Linked DNA regions of Mus musculus: region 1 is linked to region 2. The links are chromatin contacts, called in public Hi-C maps. All regions are on one chromosome and are shown on one strand. The core of a region is the stretch at or near the end of the contact, and the rest is flanking DNA. Distances in the headings are between cores, read along the strand shown.

What was found. Hi-C and Micro-C count contacts between places; a contact is called where the count stands out from the background.
Region 1: a contact with region 2 is called in a Hi-C map of the C2C12 cell line, with 2.3 times the contacts expected there. The contact joins the enhancer-like site here to the promoter of 1700022H16Rik in region 2. A contact is called at or near these places in 13 of 39 promoter capture datasets (the 3T3-L1 cell line, the HPC-7 cell line, cranial neural crest and 7 more), 10 of 484 Hi-C or Micro-C datasets (the C2C12 cell line, adipose-derived mesenchymal stem cells, cerebellum and 5 more), 7 of 115 datasets of contacts at active chromatin or transcription factors (the NIH/3T3 cell line, craniofacial prominence, embryonic forebrain and 4 more) and 2 of 9 other capture datasets (adipose tissue and embryonic stem cells).

The regions. Positions count from the first base shown.
Region 1 is chr12:10,134,440-10,138,439 of GRCm38.p6, reverse strand. No RefSeq gene overlaps it. Among named protein-coding and RNA genes, the nearest start is that of Gm46324, 59 kb to the right of the region's middle. Within about 2 kb of position 2,414, at least 11 of the 459 cell types and tissues checked have an H3K27ac peak or open chromatin away from gene starts, as enhancers often do. A contact at or near this core is called in the C2C12 cell line, where this site is marked.
Region 2 is chr12:9,568,687-9,572,252 of GRCm38.p6, reverse strand. 1700022H16Rik (RIKEN cDNA 1700022H16 gene) reads left to right here and starts at 1,668. Exons shown (of 4, transcript NR_045488.1): 1 at 1,668-1,733; 2 at 1,870-2,047.

The DNA of each region.
Region 1 (4,000 bases), core at 1,165-3,664, 570 kb before region 2:
CATGAGCTTTCAAGGAATTCTTCCTATTGTAGTTGTGCTCCAAAAGTACTTCATTCTCTAAACTTCAGCTAAATGGGGCTTTTGTCTGTACTTTGAACAGGGCAACGTTGCCTCTAGTAGAGAGACTTTGCATTTGTAATTTCTACTGTTTAGATAAAGTTTTTGGTTTAAAAGGTACCTTCACAATGATGACATTAATTTTACTCAGTCTTCTTTCCAACTCGTATTCCCTGCTAATTGTCTCTGTTTTTGTACTGGTTTCTGTTCACTGACTTTTATTATAAACTATCTCCAACACCCCTCTCTATTATGTGTTATTTGAGAGACAGGACTTCTTCATTATGTTTCTAGTGCTCCAGTCCTGCTGGCACCTCATGTGCTCTGGGTCATGATAGAATCCTACTCATTCTATAGTAGTTGGAGAAGTGAGTATGGGCGGGGTCTTCTGTATAAATATTTAAGTTCTACACTGTGAACAGTTGATTAAGAATCTTCCACACAGGTCTATAAATAGGGTTATTCTTTCCTGGAGTCTAAAGGTGTTTGAAGATGTGAGAATTCCTCTAAGAGTATTCAAGGACATTCTGTCACCCATTCTCCTTTGGAGCCTCTATAATGCACATCTAATGCTTAGGATAGAATCACCCTAAACACCTGTCACATTCCCACTCTGCCTTCTTGAATCCTTATAAAATACATCCTAATTGAACTTGTTCAGAGGAAAGAATGACATACAGCCTTACATTTATATGATGCTGAGTCCAGAGAGAAAATGAATGTGCCTGCAGCAACGGTCATTCAGTGTCAGTTCCCAGACACTCGGAGGACACCAAAACACATACAAGGTGGTCACAATTACCTTCTTTTCCACTGACTCGAGACACACCACCTTCAACAGTAGGCATGGGAAGGGAGTACAATTTTCTACATCTGCAGCACATTAAGCCCTTACCTGATACAATGTGATTCAAAAACTAATAAATCAACAGCAGAAACAGACCCTGGTGGCTATTTGTGAGGAAAAAAGAACTTTTCTCTGTGACCCATGTTGGGTACATGTGCACAGTAAACTTCATGGTTTTAACACACCTAAATATATTTCTTGCTATACATATAGGTCTTAGTTATCTGGGTTTTAATTGTATCTATACTCATGTTAATATGTGGCTTTTTGTGAGGTATCATTTTCTATAATTCCTTTTTTTCAGTAATTCAAACTTTTATTGAATATATTAAGATGCTTTTAACATTCTGAACCAGAGTCTCACTTGGGCAATATCAAACTCTAATATTTTATATTATTTATATACACTAACATAGATAAAAATAATTTTATAGTCATGTATGGTACTGTATGTGTGTGTGGATACATAAAAAATCAATGATATCTTTTATTTATATTCAATGGTCAATCATGACATACAGGTTGCAAGTATGTTCATTCACAGAATTACAATCATCCATGGCATTTGCAGAGGATTGGTTCCAGGCCCTTGTTCAATTGCCCAAATCCACAGTTGCTCATGTCTACTATATAAAATTATCTAAAATGGTATAGCATTTCATGTAACCCACACACATATCTATCTCATGTTCTTTAAATTATTTCTACATTGTATTTAGTACAATGTAAATAGTATGCAAATAGTTGCTTTTCTGCATTGTATAAGGTATAATGACAAGAAATATCTGTATTTGTTCAGCACAGACGTAAGATTTTAGAAGGTTTTGGTCTGTGGCTGGTTGTGGAATCTGTGGGTATGGAAGGGCAGGTTCACAGACAACTGTTCTACTATGATGGGCAGATGTGTGGTCTCTGGCTGAATTTTAGCCTACTGAGTCCAAATCAAAATAATTTCAAGAAAGTGCTACCTGCTTAAGCCTTTTAATGGTCAATCAGGAATTTCCACTCTGGTTCCTTCTGAGTAAACTGAGATTTCACTGATGTGATGTGACGACAGTTGCCAGGTTTGATCCGACTTATGAGATTTTGCCAAGCGTTTCTATGTCCCCTGGGCTGGAGACCAAAATACATAATTAATTTTTGCCCAGGCCTGTGGGAGTACATATGACTTGTAATAAAACAAGCTACTGGCATTCCTACCTTGAGAGGGTATTCATTTCACTAGGGAGAGTGAGGTAGAAGCTATTAGTAAAACTATGTTGATCTTCTTTCAGGGGAGGGAAAATTGAGCCTCGGGGTGAAAAGGAGAGGGTTCAGAAAGAATAGCTGATGTGTGTGAGATAATTCTGTTTACATGGGTAAGAGGTGTCAAAGTGGCATTACTCATGAGACAGATTGGAACAGAATGTTGCAAATCACTTTCAAGATTTTTGTTGGACTTCCCCATATATTTGTAGGCTGGAGTCAGGATTACTGGCTTTGGTAATTAATCCTTCTGAGCCTGCATTCTTTGCTACTGAGAAGAGGAGTGATTCAGGGGCCCAACCTGCTAAATCAAGATAGTGTGTGACCTCTAGAAGCAAGAGGGCTTTTCCTCACTTGGCCAGAAAAACAGAATCCGGGAGCATTGGGATGAGTAAACCAACGGAGGGAGGTGATGTTTGAAGGGCTGCAGAGATTTCTGAGGAGATAAGTTTGGTACATTTAGAGAATGAAATGTATGCAATGGCAAATTCAGAGAACAGCATTGACTAGGGACTATGTGAAATTACAGAAAGTAGGCCCTTAAAGAGTGCCAGAATTTTTAAACAGCATACATTTCAACACCAGTTTATTAACACTTATCTTTCAGGGCTGTTATGTATGCCTGCTTGTTTGTTGAGTTTGGATTCACAGGTGTCAGTGTATTAATCAATTAGTTAATATTAATTAATTAATATGACAGCTGTAAATAAAAGCATTCCATCAGTTTGCAATTATTTTGCCAAATAGGGTATCCTTATCTTATGTCTTTCTGCAATTACTTCTGGTATTACTAGACACTAATTCAGACACCACAGGGGTTGTGTAGGTTAAATTTTCTCTTTGCTTTTTGTCAAGGAAGAAATCAGATCACTCATCTCCTATTAAACTGATTAGGTACTATAAGAAGATAAGAGAAGAATTTGCCCCTTTAAAATAGTTAAGATCAAAGAAGTCATGTTTCCTAGTATCCTAGGATACAGGAGTATGATACAGTTCAGCTCTTTGAGAGACATTTGTAATATTTTTAATAAATAAAATTCTATAAAGTTTTTTCCCTGTGGTAAAATTCCAGTCATTTAAAGACCATAAACTTATGATACCAAAAAGGAATATGTTGATCGCACTTACCATTATATATTTCCAACTTCACAAATGGAAAAGGCTTATTCCCTCTTTGAGCTTAAACATTAGCCTGAGATGGGATGAGCCAGAAAGAGAATTTTGAAAATCAAACAACATATGAGATGGCATCTTGTTCAGTGGGTTCTATCTCTGGCCTTGAAGCCGAATCAGAGTTTCTATTTCTTAGGGCCTGTGTCACTCTGTCCTGTAGTGTTTCTGCTCTTCTGCCCATGTTCCTGGGTATAAACTCCTTGAAAACTAGGCTTTAGTGAATTAAATGGCTTGGTAATTCAAGCTTCTACTTTGTGCTTGTGGCAAAGTAGGACATGAAAAATGGGTCACTGGATGATCACGTGGCAGAGTTATGAAGATGTTTTAAAAGACTCTATTATTATGTGCAGGCACACATGAAGTGTGTGTGCATGTGCCATGGTTCAGGTGTGGATGTCAGAGGACAACTTTGCATAGTTGGTCCATAAACATCCTTAAATAATTTGTTTTCTGGGATTCAGCTTGATGACCAGGCAGTTGTAAACGTTGTTATTGTTCCTTAAGTGTCAATAAAACTTCTTTGAACGGGTGTATCTTCTTAAAGATGATTAACTTTGGAGTCCTACGGCTTAGGAGGCACATCATGGCTCCAGTTTCCCCTTCGGCAACCTTTTCTATTTAGTCTTTGTTCATTTTGACATCAAACATCCTAGATAGGGAAAGGGCAAAGCATGCGAG
Region 2 (3,566 bases), core at 419-2,918:
GTGCATAGCTGTGTACCCAGGGACTGAGGTCACCTCAGTGGGCTTAGATCCCTGGTTACTAAGGGATTGCTTCTTGGGTCAGCTGCTAGAAGTGCTCCCTCCCACTGTGAGTCCCTTGGTGAGCGACCCCATGTAAAGCATGGCTCCCAGATGTCCTGGAGGCCATCCAAGGTCCTGTTTTCTTCTAGGTGTTACTTGGGGGAAGACGCCCCAGTAGCCCCGGAAGCTGCCAGCCATTCTGTACTTTGTGCTAAGGAGAGCAACTGCTGGCATCTTTCTCCCAACTGTTTAAGAGAAATTGGCCAGACTAGGTTGGACAGAAACTAGTGGATGGAGGGCAGGGTTCAGAGTACTTAGGAAGACATGGGCATTTTTTGAAGAAGTTAGATTCGTTTAAAATTCTCCAGGATGTCGTGTTTCAAACCTATTTCATGACATAGACAGTCTGTACCCAGAGGTGCTGTTGGTCACATCAGCCCAAGAGCCCAGTGAAGAAGAGGAAACTCCTATCTCACCCACGCCTCATTGCTGGGGTCCACAAACTCCGTCTCTCAGAACTTCCACTGACTGAGACTATAGTTTAGGCATGCATAGAGCCTGCAGAGGGTAACCAGATTCAGCGGTTACGGGTTACTCCTCTCTGAGTCTCTCCCTTGGCCACTGCCTGCTGCTTGGCTCCAGGAGGGACGCCCAAAAAGTTCCAGATTCTGCAGGAGTTGATCACCTGGAGAAAGGGTCTCTACTCCAGAAAGAAGAGTTCTAGCCCTGGGCCCCTTGCGTGCTTGCTTCCAGATGCATCCTGGTCCTGGTAGAGTGCAGCCAAAGCGCGACCCCCAGCTTTGCAGGAGACTCCTCCCAAACTTTAACCACAGGGAGTGCAGCCTTTCAGCCTCGCAGACACTACTGTGGCTGCCAGTCCTGGCTCCCTCCCCCGCACCCCGCAGGCTTAGCCCAGGTGATAGTGACCTCTACTTGTCCTCCTGTCCTAACCCCAGTCCCTTTTTGCCAATCAGAAGAGAAAAGATACAACCTGTCTTGGAGTTAAAAATGATTTGGGTGGTCTCCGCTTGTTTCTGAACCCAGTACCTCTCCACAGATACACAAAAGTGATCTCTTTCTGCTAAGTGGAATTTACTTAATATTTGCGAAGTGTCGCTTTTACAGCAAACTTTCCTGCAACTACTTTGTGGACATCTTGAGGGAAGTCTTCTCATTATCCCCCCCACCCCACCCCATATGCAAGATTGGAACCTTTAAATCTCGAGGGGAGGGGATTTAGCTTTACCCGTGTGCTCATTGAGATGATGAACTGTAATGGCTCAATAGTTCCTCTGGAACCATTATAGTCAATCGGGTCAAAATCCAGCTCGGAGGAGGAGGGGTTAAATTTCAGAGGTAGGCAATGCAGCTTATGTACAAGTTTGAGACCTTACAGCCTCTGAAAATCTACAAGGTAGCCAGGATTTAGAGAACAGAAGCCCGTGGCTAAGGTCGATGTTTATTGTTGTGACAGCGACAGGCAAGTTACGGTCCCCAAACTGAAAGGGAAAGCGAACACCCTTTTCCCAGACGTTTCCCGCATCCTAAGTTCCTTGTGAACGTCTAAGCATCTTCTAATTATTAAACGTCACAACAGGGCATCTACGTGGATATATACCTTTGTCTTTGTTTCTTTTTGAAGGAAACACGAATATACACAAGAGATTGCACGAACTCTGGCCATACTCTCTTCGGTAAAATGAAAAGATAATGACTTGTGCAAAATATGGGCGAAGGGCATAGTAGAGCTTTTTAAAATGAGTGATTAGAATCATTTTTGACACACAAACACCTGCGCTCTGGTGGAACTGAAATGTTCTTTCCTCCAAGGTGGGAAGTGAGCACATCAGAAAAGACCCAGTGTCTTACAAAGCAAGAGAAGATGGAGAAAAGTTGTTGCAGTTGAGCTGTGTGCAGTTGGGATGGAACCCTGGATTAGAATCACCTACCACACCCGCAGCGCTGCGTACTGGACCTGCAAGGGGCACCGAAGGAAGGAGTGCTCGAGGTAATTAAACATTTCCAGACACTGGAGGGCTGTTACCTGCACAGCGATTTCCGGCTGGGGGGCTCTGAAAACGTCTGGCTGCGAAGTTTTTAAACCAAGCTCCCCGACGCAATCATGAAGAAAACGCTCCCCCTGCTGGCGAGGAAGCGACATCTCTCAGTTTCCTTTCCTAGAAAAGCCAAGAACTCAGCTATCCCTTTTTTTTTTTATTTTTACCAGAGTGGTTTTCACGGAATTTCCCATTACTCTTTTAAAATCACGTGCACTCTTACTCTTCTAGAAGAAGGGAGAATTCTTCCCCACCCCTTTCGAAGGTTTGTGCATCCTTGCATCAAATCAGACATTTCTGATTTTATTTATTTTAATAATCTGAAGTCTTTAGCATTTTCTGCCTCCAGTGCCTTCTCATCTTGGGAACCACTATGAACAAAGATCTGGGGGGAAGATTTGTGGTTCTCAGGGATGGACTGGGGTGTGTATCTTCTGTCCAGGCACCGTGAGGTGAGGTTACCTCCTTCTTACTCTCTCACCATGGCTCAGTTCTCCCTGGAGCACATTATCCTCCTCACAGGTCTGTTTTGGACTCTGAGGAAGCACAGGAACGGGAAGAGAATCTGTTCCCGTGAACCATTTCCCCTAAATTCTTGAAGCTATTTGTGCTTTAGTCTCTCCTATTTGCATCCCTTTTCATTGTTGACTTCTCCAAAAGTGTTTTAATTGGACCCTCTCTTTTTCTTGTTATCCACACACAGGCTCTCTGACAGAGATCTGGACACAGAAACCCTAAGATTCTCTATGAAAACAAGTCTCTAGACAGTCCCCAAGCTACAAAAGAAACACAAGGTCTAAAAGATCATGGTACTTTACTCCTTGGAGCAAATTATTGAGAAAGTCACACACACACACACACACACACACACACACACACACACACCACTACCAACAGAAACAACAACAGCAACACTGCAGAGATGGACATGCCCTGGAAAGGAAAAGATCAATGCTCTGCCCTGCTCCAGATCAAGAAGATCCATCCTTCCTGGCACCTAGCCTTACCTTTGCCCCACTAAGGAGTAGAGTGTAGCCATGTCTTCCTCATCTTCAACTTTCAGGAAAGGATGCCAAGGGATTTGACCTCAGCTAGATGATTCAGGACACTATCATATGTGCAGCTCTTGCCCCAGTCACTCAAAACCTCAAAGTGCTTAATCTTGGTGCTTCAACAATATTACCTACCCAGTGGAAGGGGACCACGTGCCTGGGTCTCCTTTGTGTTTATGTCAGGGAAACTTCTGTAGGCCATGCTGCCATATTGAGGAGGTGCCAGGCCACCAGAGTGGTGACCCAGGTTAAAGAGAAGCTGCTGCCCTCTGAAACTTGGAAATCATCCTCTCTGGTGCAGTGTTTTACGTGTGGTGTTCCTCCATCAAGAGACTTGAACTTGAATACCAGCTTTGGGTAGATATGGGCATCAGGTTAGAACTGAGAACACTGAATAAGGAAAACTCAGTTCAGTATG